Linked DNA regions of Mus musculus: region 2 is linked to region 1. Evidence: chromatin contacts called from public Micro-C data. All regions are on one chromosome and are shown on one strand. Each heading gives the region's core, a stretch centred on a gene start, on an enhancer-like site or on the middle of the called end of the contact. The rest is flanking DNA. Distances are from core to core; before and after follow the strand shown.

What was found. Hi-C and Micro-C count contacts between places; a contact is called where the count stands out from the background.
Region 2: a contact with region 1 is called in a Micro-C map of embryonic stem cells, with 1.6 times the contacts expected there. The contact joins the enhancer-like site here to the promoter of Cdr2l in region 1. A contact is called at or near these places in 1 of 484 Hi-C or Micro-C datasets (embryonic stem cells), 2 of 115 datasets of contacts at active chromatin or transcription factors (embryonic stem cells and pancreatic cancer cells) and 1 of 9 other capture datasets (liver).

The regions. Positions count from the first base shown.
Region 1 is chr11:115,379,893-115,385,903 of GRCm38.p6, reverse strand. It overlaps Cdr2l (cerebellar degeneration-related protein 2-like), which reads right to left and starts at 3,988. Exons shown (of 5, transcript NM_001080929.1): 1 at 3,503-3,988. The coding sequence starts at 3,581.
Region 2 is chr11:115,830,251-115,836,409 of GRCm38.p6, reverse strand. It overlaps Llgl2 (LLGL2 scribble cell polarity complex component), which reads right to left. Exons shown (of 26, transcript NM_145438.2): 2 at 1,508-1,613. The coding sequence starts at 1,582. Among named protein-coding and RNA genes, the nearest start is that of Llgl2, 9.3 kb to the right of the region's middle. Within about 2 kb of position 3,744, at least 73 of the 459 cell types and tissues checked have an H3K27ac peak or open chromatin away from gene starts, as enhancers often do. A contact at or near this core is called in embryonic stem cells and liver, where this site is marked.

The DNA.
Region 1 (6,011 bases), core at 2,739-5,238:
ACCGGCCCAGGGATGCCTCAGCATGGGCCCGCAGAGGCACCCCCTTCCCCTGACATCATACCGCGCCTTCACCAAACATACCCGTGGCTTCCCTATCTTTTTATAAAACACAACACTCAGAACTGTTCGGTGGTCTAGGAGGTAAGCATACACCATTATACCTAGGTGGCCTGTGACAAGACCCTGCAGCCCAGCCAGAATTCAAAACCAGAAGAAAGAGGAAAAGCCAAGGACAATTTCAGCACAGGGCTCTTCCTTCCAGGTGAGCTGAGACGTGTGAGTTCCTACTGCTCATAGGTGGGGATTCCAGTGTGTGGGTTCACTACACTACGAACAGAAAGACATAGAAGACTACCTAGCAAAAACAGCGAATGTGACTTGGCCACCTAGTGATCCAAGGACGACAGAGGAAAGAAGACAGAAAGAAGACAGAACGGACGGACGCTGCTTGGGGTGGAGGAGGGAGAATGTCAGGGAAACTGGATCGTATTGCAAGCTAAGCTGGTCAGAGCGGCCTGGAGGGAGGATGGGTGGAATCTAGACGCTGTAGAGCAGAGGACTGAGAAAACTAAGTTCTAGGGGAGGGAGCTTGCGGAAGGATAGTGGCAGGTCGGGACTCGGGAGCTGGTGGCTTGGATGCTGGGAAACGTGGAAGCTTGCTGAGCAGGACTCAGGCACAGAGCAACAACTACAAGCCTGTTACGGTCCGATTAACCAGCAGCTCTGAACCAAGCCAGGGAAGGTACTGAGTCTGCGCTGCCACACCCCCTGGCCCTAGGGGCTCTCTGGGGGCTTCCTTCGTGGGACTTTAGTGGGTATTATAAGGCAATGCCCCAGAGAAAACAAAGAAGCCCCCCACATCCCCAAATCACCCATTTGGCTGGGCATCATAGTAAAGCAGGACGGACTCCTGACAGAGAGGCAGGAGAGGGCCAAGGATCAGGCCAAGTTGGATTGAGGTGGAAGACGTGAGCTGGTGGATCTGGGAGCCCTGCCCCACAGAGCACAAGAGTCAGAACTCAGAAAGGCCTTTGGTGGATGAGCAGGGCGGAGGAGCCGGGTGGAGGAAGGGCATCCCTTTCCTTACCAGTCAGCATCCCCAAGGGTGGGGAGGAATCAAGGTCAGGCTAGGCAGGAAGGGAGGTCAGCTCTCAAAATCTGTGACTCAGCAGCCATCCCTCAGCCTGGACAGAGGTGGTCACAGGTGGGGGAGGGGGAGGGCGAAGAAAGAGCCAGCGCTTATAATTAATTCATGACTTCTTACTATTTTTATAGGTGCTCAAGTTAGTGGGTGGAAGGAATCTAGCAAATCTAAGACCCCCGCCTCCTGCCTCTGGGACAGAGCCACACTAAAGCCAAACACAATCTCTGGGGACAATTTCTTTGGGGAGTGAAGTTGGGGCTTGGCCCAGGGTAAGGGCAAGCGGGCAGGAAGGATACTCCAATGTGTGGGGTCAGAAATCCCTCTGTGGGTCTGGGCGGATGGGAAGGACAGAATTTGGGGACTGGGTACAAAGTGGAACACAAACGGGCCCTCTGACATGACTGTCTTTTGGCAGACGCTCCACCCCATTGCCCAGTTCTCCTGGCCTGGCATGCGGAGCTACGTGGCTAGGCTTCCTTTGTCCCCTACTTCCTGTCCTTCATTTGGCCCCAGGCCTTGGTTACAAACATCCCTTCTCCCAGCGTGCCCTCCTTCAGAGCTCTTTGCTGAGGGGACTATGCTGTCCCACAGTGGTTACTTTAACTTCCCACTTCCGTCTCCTCCGCTGGAATTCAGGATCAGGAGGATGGTGATTCCATCCCTAGATGCTGGCACAGCATCTAGAAGGAAGGGCCTCTGTCTTTATAACGTGTTTCATTACTGGGTATCATCCTGGTTCCTGAGCTCTGTCTACGACCAGAGCTGCAGGCCTGATCAGCAGGACCCAAGAAGCAGGGAGTGTTTGGGGCTTATCAATCCTGCTGGAATGGCAGTTCCTGTCCCTTGGCAGAAGCCACACATCTCCCACCCCTACTGCAAGGCTTCTTCTTCCTCCCACATCTGGGCTGGGCATGGTGCCAAGCCTTCATTAGGGGTGCGGGAACTAAATGAGACGACCGCCATGGTATTAGCATCTGCCTCCCCTAGAGGCTATCTTCGCCAGAAATCGGCTTTTCATCTTTCCTTCTGCGCTAGCCTCTCCCAGGAAGCCATCCCATAATCACTTACACTTAGAGCAGCATACAAGTGGGCCTACCCCATCAGCCCTTGTGTGCCCAGAGGGTCAGGCTGTGACTGTGCCCAGGTCCCAGGCTGATGTCTGGAGCTCACATGGGGCCAGTAGGTGTTTAGAGAGTAAAGTTTTAGGGGTAGTGGCCAGGACAGAGAAGAGGTGTCACAGAAGCTCATGGCATAGCAATGCCTAACCCAACACTCTCTACCCTGCGGAGCTCTCCCAAGGTTCTGATTCACTGACAAGCACAGGGACAGCCCCTCATCTGCAGGTGAAGCTCAGCTGCATGGGGAAGTGGGTCAGGAGACAAAGGCTCCAGGATCCAAGTGCATGTTTCCCATCTTGGCAAAACCAGGGCTCTGGGCCCTAAGGATGGAGACCGGCCTTTGTGGCACACACACACTGTGCCAGGCTTGTGTTTTAATACCTCAGAGCATGCAGGTGACCCTCACCCTCAGGGTTTCAGTAAGAACCAGCAGAGAGGAGGTTGGGGTCTGACTACTTCGGCAGGCCTTGGCCTTGACCCTGACCCTCTCGGGCCTTCTTGTCAGGTCGGCTCCACCTCTCAGTGATGTCATTTTAGCCACCTCATCACCAGCTTCTAACTCCCCTCTAGTCATTTTCTAGATGAGTGCCACGGAAGTGGCTCCCTCTTTCCCCAGGGATCTCATTTGGCAAAGTCTGAAATTGCTAAAGGACCCCTTCACATCCTGAGCCACTTGGGTGGAAGCCCCATGCAGGGAAGGACCAGGGAACGCCTCTCTTGGGAAGGCAGATTGGAGACTTTCAGCTTCTTCGCAGGCGTGAGCATGCACCACCCCCTTTCTGGGCAGAGGGAAGCGAGTTGGGGAAACTTTCTGGAAGTCTTAGAGCTCAGAAATTCTAGCCCGGACAGGTGCTGTTGATCTGGAGAGATGACCTATCTCAATATACAGTGCATTCTTAGCAAAAGTAACAAGAATCCTCTGTGGGCCCCAAGACTTCCATTCTACCTAGCAATCGGGCCCCCTAACAATACCCTACCGGGGCACGCGAGTAGGTGCTGCTACTAAAATGAGAAGGGCGATGGATGCCCTGTCAACTGGACACTTTTGCAAGTCTCTCTCCAGCGTCAGAATATTCCAGGGCAGCGCCCTTCTCGGTCCACGTCCCCATTCTCAAGACGCATCATGCTCCGTTGGGCTCACCAGGTCCAGCCTAGCCCTTTTCTTGGGGATACCGCCCAACAATGGAGTAGTGGTCAGGGGTCTTGGGGCACACGCTGTTTCCCTCCCCAACGCGCTCACCCTGCTCCAGGTCCTGATGGTCGTACCAGGACTCCTCCTCCTCTGCGGAGTAGTCCTCCATCCCCGCGGCTCTCCGCATGGCCCCGCGGGTGGCGGTGGGCGGGCGCTGCGGCAGCTCAGGGCCTGGGCTCGCAGCCCGGGACAATGCGGCGGAGGCGGCCCGGGCTTCCAACGTCGGGAGCTCGGGCTGCAGCGCCCCTGCGCCCTCCGCCCGTGATCGCCATCCGCTGCCGGCCCCGTGCGCCCAGCGGGGCCTCTGGCTCCCGCGCTCCCCGGGTCCCGCCGAACTGGGGACGCCGGGTGGCGGCGGCACAAAGGGCGGAGGGGTGGGGACTGCAAAGTGGGACGACAGCTGGGACCACCCGGGACCACCTGCAGGGCTAGGGCGTCAGCAGAGTGCGGATGCAGCGGCGGGTACCCCTTGCCCGCCTCCGGCCCGCACACCGCCCGGCCCGCGCCGCGACACCCGGAGCCGCCGCTGCATCTCCGCCCGGCCCGCTTTCAGCTTCCCAGGCCGCCAGCTTTGCGGGGTGGGACCTGCCGCCGGAGACCAATCAAAAGACGTATGCAAATAAGGGGCGGGACCGAAGGCAAGGACCTTCCTGGTGTCCTGGTCCGGGAATTGCTGGATCAACCCTCTGTCCTGCTTTTCCTCCACGTCCGACTTTTATTTACGTCCATCTGGAATTATTTTGTTTGCTTGTTATCTGTCCTTCTGGCTCTCCTGGGAGCAAGGGTCTGTCTGATGTCCACAGTGGTCCTCACCTGCGGAGAACGTGCTGACCCACTGATATATCCGAAGAACTTTTTAAAAAATGGTATTAAATTAGAAACATCTTTAAGAACCTTGAATGGGGGTTTGGCTGCTGGAACACTCGAGGTCAAGAGTTCTTGCTGAGGATTTGAGTTCGGTTCCCGGCACTTACGTCAGGAAGCTCCCAACAGCCTGTAACGCCAGCTTCAGGGAAATTCTGACACCTCTGGCCTCTGGGTACTTGTAATTACATAAAGTCTCACACATAGAAAACACACAGTGGTTCCCTCCTCTACTAACGGGAGTTAGGAGGCTGAAGCAATAGGATTATCTTGAGTTCTTAGGCCAGACTTTTAACACAGCTTGTTCCAGGCCCGACTAAGCTACAGTGTGGAAGTTTTTCTGTAAACTAAACTAAGCAAAGCTAAACATTACTTTAAGGGGGTTGAGGAGGTGGCTCAGCACATTAAAAGTGCTTACCAGGTTTGGTTTTGTTTAAAAAAAAAAAAAAAGCAGAGTGCGTGGCTTGTTCTTGAAATCCCAGCTCTGGGAGCTGGGGAGCCAGGAGAGATGGATCGATGGTAGCCAGTAAACCTAGCCTAATTGGCCAGTGATAGGCCGTGTTTCAAAAAAAGCAAGGTGCACAGCTCCTTGTTCAGTAACACTTGGAGGTTGTCCTGTACCCTCTACACACACATGAACACACATGAGTGAACACACACACACACCTACCTTTAAGAATCTGAGTCTTAGGCTAGAGAGATGGCTCAGTGGTTAAGAGGGCTGTCTCCTCTTCCAGAGGTCCTGAGTTTAATTCTCAGCAACCACATGATGGCTCACAACCATCTGTAATGGGATCTGATGCCCTCTCCTGGTGTGTCTGAAGACAGCTACAGTGTACTTACAAATAATAAACAATTCTTAAAAAAAAAAAAGAACCTAGGCCGTGGGCTGGAGATGGCTCAACTGCTCGTGTAGAAGATCTGAGGATTCATTCCTCAGATCAATATGGTGGTTCAGAAACACCTGGAACTCCTTCCGGGGGATCAGTTCTCCTCTTCAGACCTCCTTGGGTACGAAGCATGCATATGGTATAGATACATTCAGGCAGGCAGACACTCATACACATAAATATAGAATAAATAAATATAGAAATAGAACTCATTTAAAAAAAGAACTGGAGTGTTTAAAAACCTGTATGTCTGGAAACAGGCTGGAAGGAATGAACTTTGGGCACGTGTTACTTGTATTCTGCCCTTTTCACTTTAAGGTCTGTTTCTTACTGCTTAAGACCCAAATCCGATATCCAGTTACACCCATAAAAGCCATGCTTTAATCCATCCAAGAATTTTTTTTTCCTTAAAGGAGTTTTCCTAATCCTCCAGCATTCATGTAATTTGTTTTTGTTGAGACCCATCATGTGTGAACATTCTTTTTTTTTTTTTGGTTTTTCGAGACAGGGTTTCTCTATATAGCCCTGGCTGTCCTGGAACTCACTCTGCAGACCAGGCTGGCCTCGAACTCAGAAATCCACCTGCCTCTGCCTCCCGAGTGCTGGGATTAAAGGCTTGCACCACCACTGCCCAGCATGTGTGAACATTCTTGAGGCACTCAATATATGTTGTGATATAACCAGAAAAGGACATCTAGCCAGAATATGGCAAAACCTGAAAATCCAAAGGAAAAAGGCATATGGCCAGGAGAAAATGGGTAAAAGACTTGACTGGACAAATTTGAGGAAAAAAATCCAAATGG
Region 2 (6,159 bases), core at 2,495-4,994, 450 kb before region 1:
TCAGGACAGGTGACAGGTACTGGCTGTAGGTTCCACCCAGCACACGTGACCGATTCCCTTAGGAATGAGGGTGGTAAGCCCCGGGTGTCACCCTGTTCCTAACACCTGCACCAGATGATCATCTGTGGCTTAAAAATCCAGTCAGGGAGAAGCACTAACTTAAGGAAGCTTGCTTCCAGGGGCAGGTGTCATGACAAACTCCAAGGTGACACCCCCACAGGTGAGCTGGGCACCTTACATCAAACTTCTGGACCCGGCTCTAGGAGGTGCCAACCAGCACACAAAACCCAGCACCTAAGTTTCCCGAGGCACCATGCTAACCACAAGCTGTCCTGTTGCAGGAGACAATCTGTATACAAGCCCTCCGCATAGGTGACGGGCCAACACTCTCCTGGTTCGTTCATAAGCAGAAAAGATGTCTTTGGATCTGGGTAAGCCAACGCCGATACTTCTCAAATGGAAAAGTAGAACAGAACCCAGAAAGGAGGGTCCTTCATTCACCAGGCCGTTTCAGGGTGAGGGGAAGCCCAAACCAAAGCCCCAAATAAAAGGCATAGTTCCTGACTGGAAGCCGAAGCTCAGGGGTGGATGGCTTGGTTACTGAGATGGTTTGGGCTCAATCCTCAGTACCAAAAATGTCAGAATTGCACCTACGGACATGCCCTGGAGATGCAGACCCCAGGAGAAAGGATCCTGCTGCTGTCTCGGACCTACAATCTACTTCGGACATAGATCAAAGCAGACGAGAAGGCTAATTATCCCCAAGCGGCTCCAGATTGCTGGGTGGCAGGAGGGGGAAGCTAATGAGCTCTGTCACACCCTGTCACACTCTTTAGCCTTCCGAGGCCCAGCTTCCTTGGGGAGGCCAGCAAAGCTCCTGGGGCTTCAGATGCCACACTCTGCCCCACTCCCTCAGGTGCTCTTCCCCCCCCCCCTCCTCCCAGGCTGGAGCCTGCAGAGAAAGCTTTTTCCTTGGGGACAGTATCAGGGGAATGGTCCTTGAGGCCACAGGGCTGCAACATCATAAGGATGTTATTATACCTCGGGACTCAACGTGCTTTCATCTTTTCTGTCCCTTAGCCTCCTTGGCAGCCCCGTGACAAAGCAGGCAGGGCTGAAAGTTTTGTACCTGTCATAGGTAGAAAGATAGGGGCTTGGTGGAGTTAACTCTCAGTCATTTCTAGCCAGGGAGAGACCTGGGACAAGGAATTCTAACTCCCAGGCCCAATGTCGTTCCTAGACAGCAAGGTGACACAGACCTTTTGATCCTAACACTCAAGAGACAGAGGCAGGTGGATCTCTGTGAGTTCCAGGCCAGTCAGGGCTACATGGTGAGATCCCCGTCTCAGAAATAAACAATAACAATATACCTCTTCCTAGGGGATGCCACTCTGTTTCCCAGTTAAGATTCCCAGGGGGCTTTTCAGGCAGTGTCACTCCCCAGCCCCAGCCCCTGGGGAGGAGCCCAGGCCAGGGTTTCCCCTGCCCTCCCTCACCGCATCCTTACCTTGTTAAACTGGAACAGATCCCGCTTCAGCCTCTCCCGGGCAGGGTCATGTCCAGTTCTCAGGAACCGCCTCATCTTGCTTTAGTTTGTGGCCCCCACAACAGACCTGCAGAAACCAAAAGTGCCCTTGAGCCCATGCCCACAGTTGTCCAGGCCCAGCCTCACCCAGACCCACAGCTTCCTGGGGCCAGAATCATCCTGGACACAGGTGTCCAAGGCCCAGGATCACCCAGGCCTACAGCTGTCCAAGCCCAGGGTCACCCAGGTTCACAGCTTCCCAGAGCCAGTATCACCCAGGCCCAGGCCCTCCTAAGACCCAGGATCACCCAGGCCCCAGCTGCTGAGGCCCAGGCCCAGAACCTCCCCTGCCAGGCCGGGAACCTCCCCACCAGCCTCTCTTCTTAAGCCCAGCTTCACCCTCACTTTCCTGAGCTCCTTCCACTGCAAGGGCCCAGGACAGGGAGACAGTGAGGCCTTGGTTCCTGGAGGTCTGGGCCTGTCTCTCCCCGTGGTTGATGCTCTAATGCCACCAGTTACCATAATGGGAACAGGAGAAACTGGGGGAGGAAGCCATTTACCCCAGCTTTATAGGAACAAAGAGAGCCAGCAGGCCCTGTGGTTAATTAGCTTAATTGTTAACCTGTTTTCTGAAAGAAAAAAAAAAACATAAAAATCCAGAAAGAGAAACTTCACAGCCTCCCTCCGTGCAGTGGGTTGGCAGAAGCGGGGCTGTCCTGTGGAATTTCTTGATCGGTGCCTCAACTGGACATGCAGGGGAAGGACCTGGGGCAGTTTTAGCAGGAATACCCAGGTCGGGGTAAGATGGGCAAGGAGCCCATCAAAGACTCACATAGCCAAGCCCCGTGGTGCTGGGGACCAGGTCTGGTCCTATGAGGCTGTGGGCTCTCTAGGTTAATCCTAGATCTGCCTTGCTGCTAATTCCCAGCTAGCTCCCTGAGCTCTGACTGGGCATCTAGAAATGTTCCTTTTCAGATGTGCATGGTGGCACACGTGTAACCTAGGTCACTGGGGAAACAGAGCATCAAGGGTTTAAAGCCATGAAGGGTACAAAGTGAGACCCTATTTCCTGCCACTCCCTAAGGAGGCCTTTCTTAAGGGCCACAGCGGAGCCCAAATCAAGAGAAGACATTCTATCTGTACCGAATAAAGAAAACAGCTCAAGACCCCCAAGCCACTCATCGACCATAGAAAGCATTCCCAGCCCAAGGGGGGAAACTATTTCTGTACTCTCCTTGGGGGAGGGGCTGTGAGTGGGTGGTTTGACTTTCAGCGCCCAGTAGCAGTCTCCTGCTGACCATCTTTGGCACTGGGCATGTTCCTAGGAACACAGGGGCTCACTCAGGCCATTACAGAAATGGCTTCCTTCATTCCACTCTAGACGGAAAGAGAAAGCAAACATAGCCGCCAGCTCGCTGAACGCTGCATGTAGGGTCAGGTAGACAGGCCGACAAAGTGTGCTAAGTACTTAAGCTGGAGCAGGGACGGGACACCCAGCCTCCACTGGGGAAGGGGGGGTGCTTCTTATCTAAACCGAGGCTGGAAAGATAGCCTGAAGGTTGGGGGCAGGGGTGGGTACAGTTCAGAGGCAGAGCACTTGGTGGCAGTGTACAAGGCCCTTCATCCTCAGCTCTGTAATCAATCAATTAAAGGGCCAAGACTTTGCTTATGAAAAGACTCTGGATTTAAGACTGGGGCTCCCCAGTTGCTGGCTGCGGATAGAGCCACATCCCCTGCAAATGCAAAGATCAGCAGGACAAGCCACTTCCAAACCAAACACCAGGGACCAGTCCCTGGGGAACTGTCACCCTTTGGGGACAATCAAAAGGTCATGATTTGCAGTGGGGGAGGGGAGAGAGACTAGGGATTTCACATTTTTAGGGAAGCAAGACCACTGCAGAGCCTCCCACTCGTGGGGATGGGTGGGGTGGGGCGTGGGGATTGGTGGGAAAGTCTGGGTACCCACCTGAGGTCCCATAACAAGCCAGAGAACAAGCATGGGGCATCAAGTACTGGGGGCTCCTGGGACTGGAGTGAAAACAGGCCCCAGACTTCGGCCATCTCTGCCTCTGAAGACAGCTGAGCTGGCTAGCTGAACATTCCAGCCGTGGGGGAGGGTGGTGCAAGCTCGTAAATCAGCAGCTACGGCTCCTGGGGTGCAGGCGCTCCCCTCCCCAGCCGAGGTCACTAGGTCAGAAGGCACAGGAAGCTGGGAATGACTCCCTGGGAAAGGAAAGAGACCAGCGGACTCTAGGGAAGGGACAAGAAGGGACCAGGACCATCTGTACTAAGGACCCCACAGGAGCTCAAAGTGACACGGCAAAGTGGTGAGTGGCAGGAAAGAGGGGACATGCCCCACTTGGTCAGGAGGGCAGAACACTCGGTGCAGGCTACCTACCCAAGTGGCCGTCGGAGCACTTGCTGTGACCAGCACTGTTCCAGACCCCCTGAATGTACCTGTTGATACGTTTTAAATGTTTTGGTTCAAGTTGTCTAGGCTCACTGTAGAAACATCAAATCACTGAGGGTGAATCGTCCTCCAGAGAACCTCAGGAAAATGTGGGGACCAGGTTCTGACCACCTCTGTTGTTTGTGTGCTCAGGGTAAACACTACACATCAGCTCAGGCGGAGGCCACCTGAGAGGCCAGGCAGAACACACCTACCTGACAGAGGAAACCAGGCCACAGACTAAGCAACTTACCCACGGTCACCACTGCATAGGAAGCGGCAGAACTCAGAGCTGACCCCCATGTATGACTAACTCCAGAATTGAGGGGCTTATAAAGGCGTCCATGAGGAATGGCTATTACAGGAGAGCTAATTATATGGCTGCAGTCAAAAGGTAGGGCCACGCGCACATACTCCCACAGGCCATGGAGCTCAAAGCTAACCAAGCAGTTTGGGACCAGGTGCCTGGTCACTGCTTTCAGAGTGTTCTTAAGAACTAACCTGCAGGGCTCAGTGACCTTGTGGGGGACCTACTGCTGGGGACCCCATTGGCCAGGGAGACAGAAGAGCGACCTAGGAGCTGGGACCAAGGTGGAGGTAGAACAGGCTTGGGGCCAGTGTAACTGCCCCAAGGCAAGGCATGAAAATACCCCACCCCTTCTTAGAGGAGGAGGAGGACAGGTGCGGGCCTGGCTCAGTTCAGAAAGCCCCCTCCCCCACCCCAGGCCTTCTACCCCAGATAAGCAAGCTCTCAGAGGAGCCTGGAAGTCAGGCTAGGGCTGTGAAGTCTGATAGGGGATGATCCTGCCTAGCCTATGCCTGGGAAATGGGGAGGTTAAAAGACTAAGGGGGCAAACCTACAGCCCCCCAGTGTGCCGACTCCTGAGGCAGACAGGCCATGAGAGATGCCCTCTGGCAGGAGGGAGAGTAGAGTGGGGAAGGAGAAAGTATACAAGATGCTGAGGTCAAGGGCGCTGGGGGTGGGGTGGGGGTGGGGAAGCCTCGCTGAGAGTTACTGGTCAGCCTCTTGGCCCTATGTGTTCACAGCACTCTACCCGGGACACTTTGCCTAGGATACCGCCACATAACCCCACCGCTCAAATGCTCCCTCGCCCCAGTCTACAACTGTCCCCTCCCTGCTACTTTCTCCTCGTATCCCCTACTCAGGACCTCGGTGACAGGTATTACCGGCCACATAAGGTTTAGGGCAGGGCTAAGGGTCAGGCGGGTGGAAGAGCATGGTGCCGTGGGCCAGGATAAGGAGCACATTCCAGGAGCACTGGGGCAAGTCCAGGCTGAGATCATGGAGTGACTCGCATAGCACCTCGCAGCACAGACACACACCGGAAAGATGAAAAAGCCAGCCGGCCAGAGGCAGGGCCGCAGGGAAGGCCGCTCCGTCGGGTCTCACCACACACAGCCCCTCCTCTCGTTTGGCCCTTTCCTGGCTCCTCTGGCTGCCACTGCTGTCTGAAGAATCTTTCTGACCCTCTAGCGACAGGACTCAAAAAAGCCTTCCTCATCCCTTGAGCCCGTCCTGGTCGTAAAGTGATCACATTTTAGGCTAGGGGTTGGCTCAGCCAGAAAAGTTATCTTGCAAAAGCATGAGGACCCGAGCTTGACCTTCAAAGCCCAGGTCAAAGAGCTGGGGTGGGGGTGTGTGCCTGTAACCTCCGGGCAGAGGCTGAGAGAGGAGGACCCCTGTGGCTCACTACTCACAGCGAGTTCCGGGAGGCGGACCCCTGTGGCTCACTGTGCAAGGTGAGTTCCAGGTCAGTGAGAGATCCTGTCTCAGAAAACCCAAGGTGGCCAGTACCTGAGGAATGACACCTGAAGGAGACCTGTCCGCCCTACCACAAACACGTGCACACACATGTGTACCCACTCACAGGCATGAACATGCACATACACCTAAAGATGTATAAAATGAAAGTTCCTTAGAACCACACGGGTGGGCCAACACTTCCTTCTCTAGCCTTAGCTATCAGGAGAATAAGAAGCAGCCTTAAATGACCAGTGACAAGGACCCCCCCACCCCCACCCCGTGAAGGGGCTCAGACCTGCAACAGAAAGCTGGCTGTGAACAGAAGTCTATTTAGTGAGAAAGCAGTGTACAGGGTTTGGAAGCCAGGTAGAATACACTGGAAATCACCTCGGAAAGGTTATGGCATCGGCGTCTGGTTTA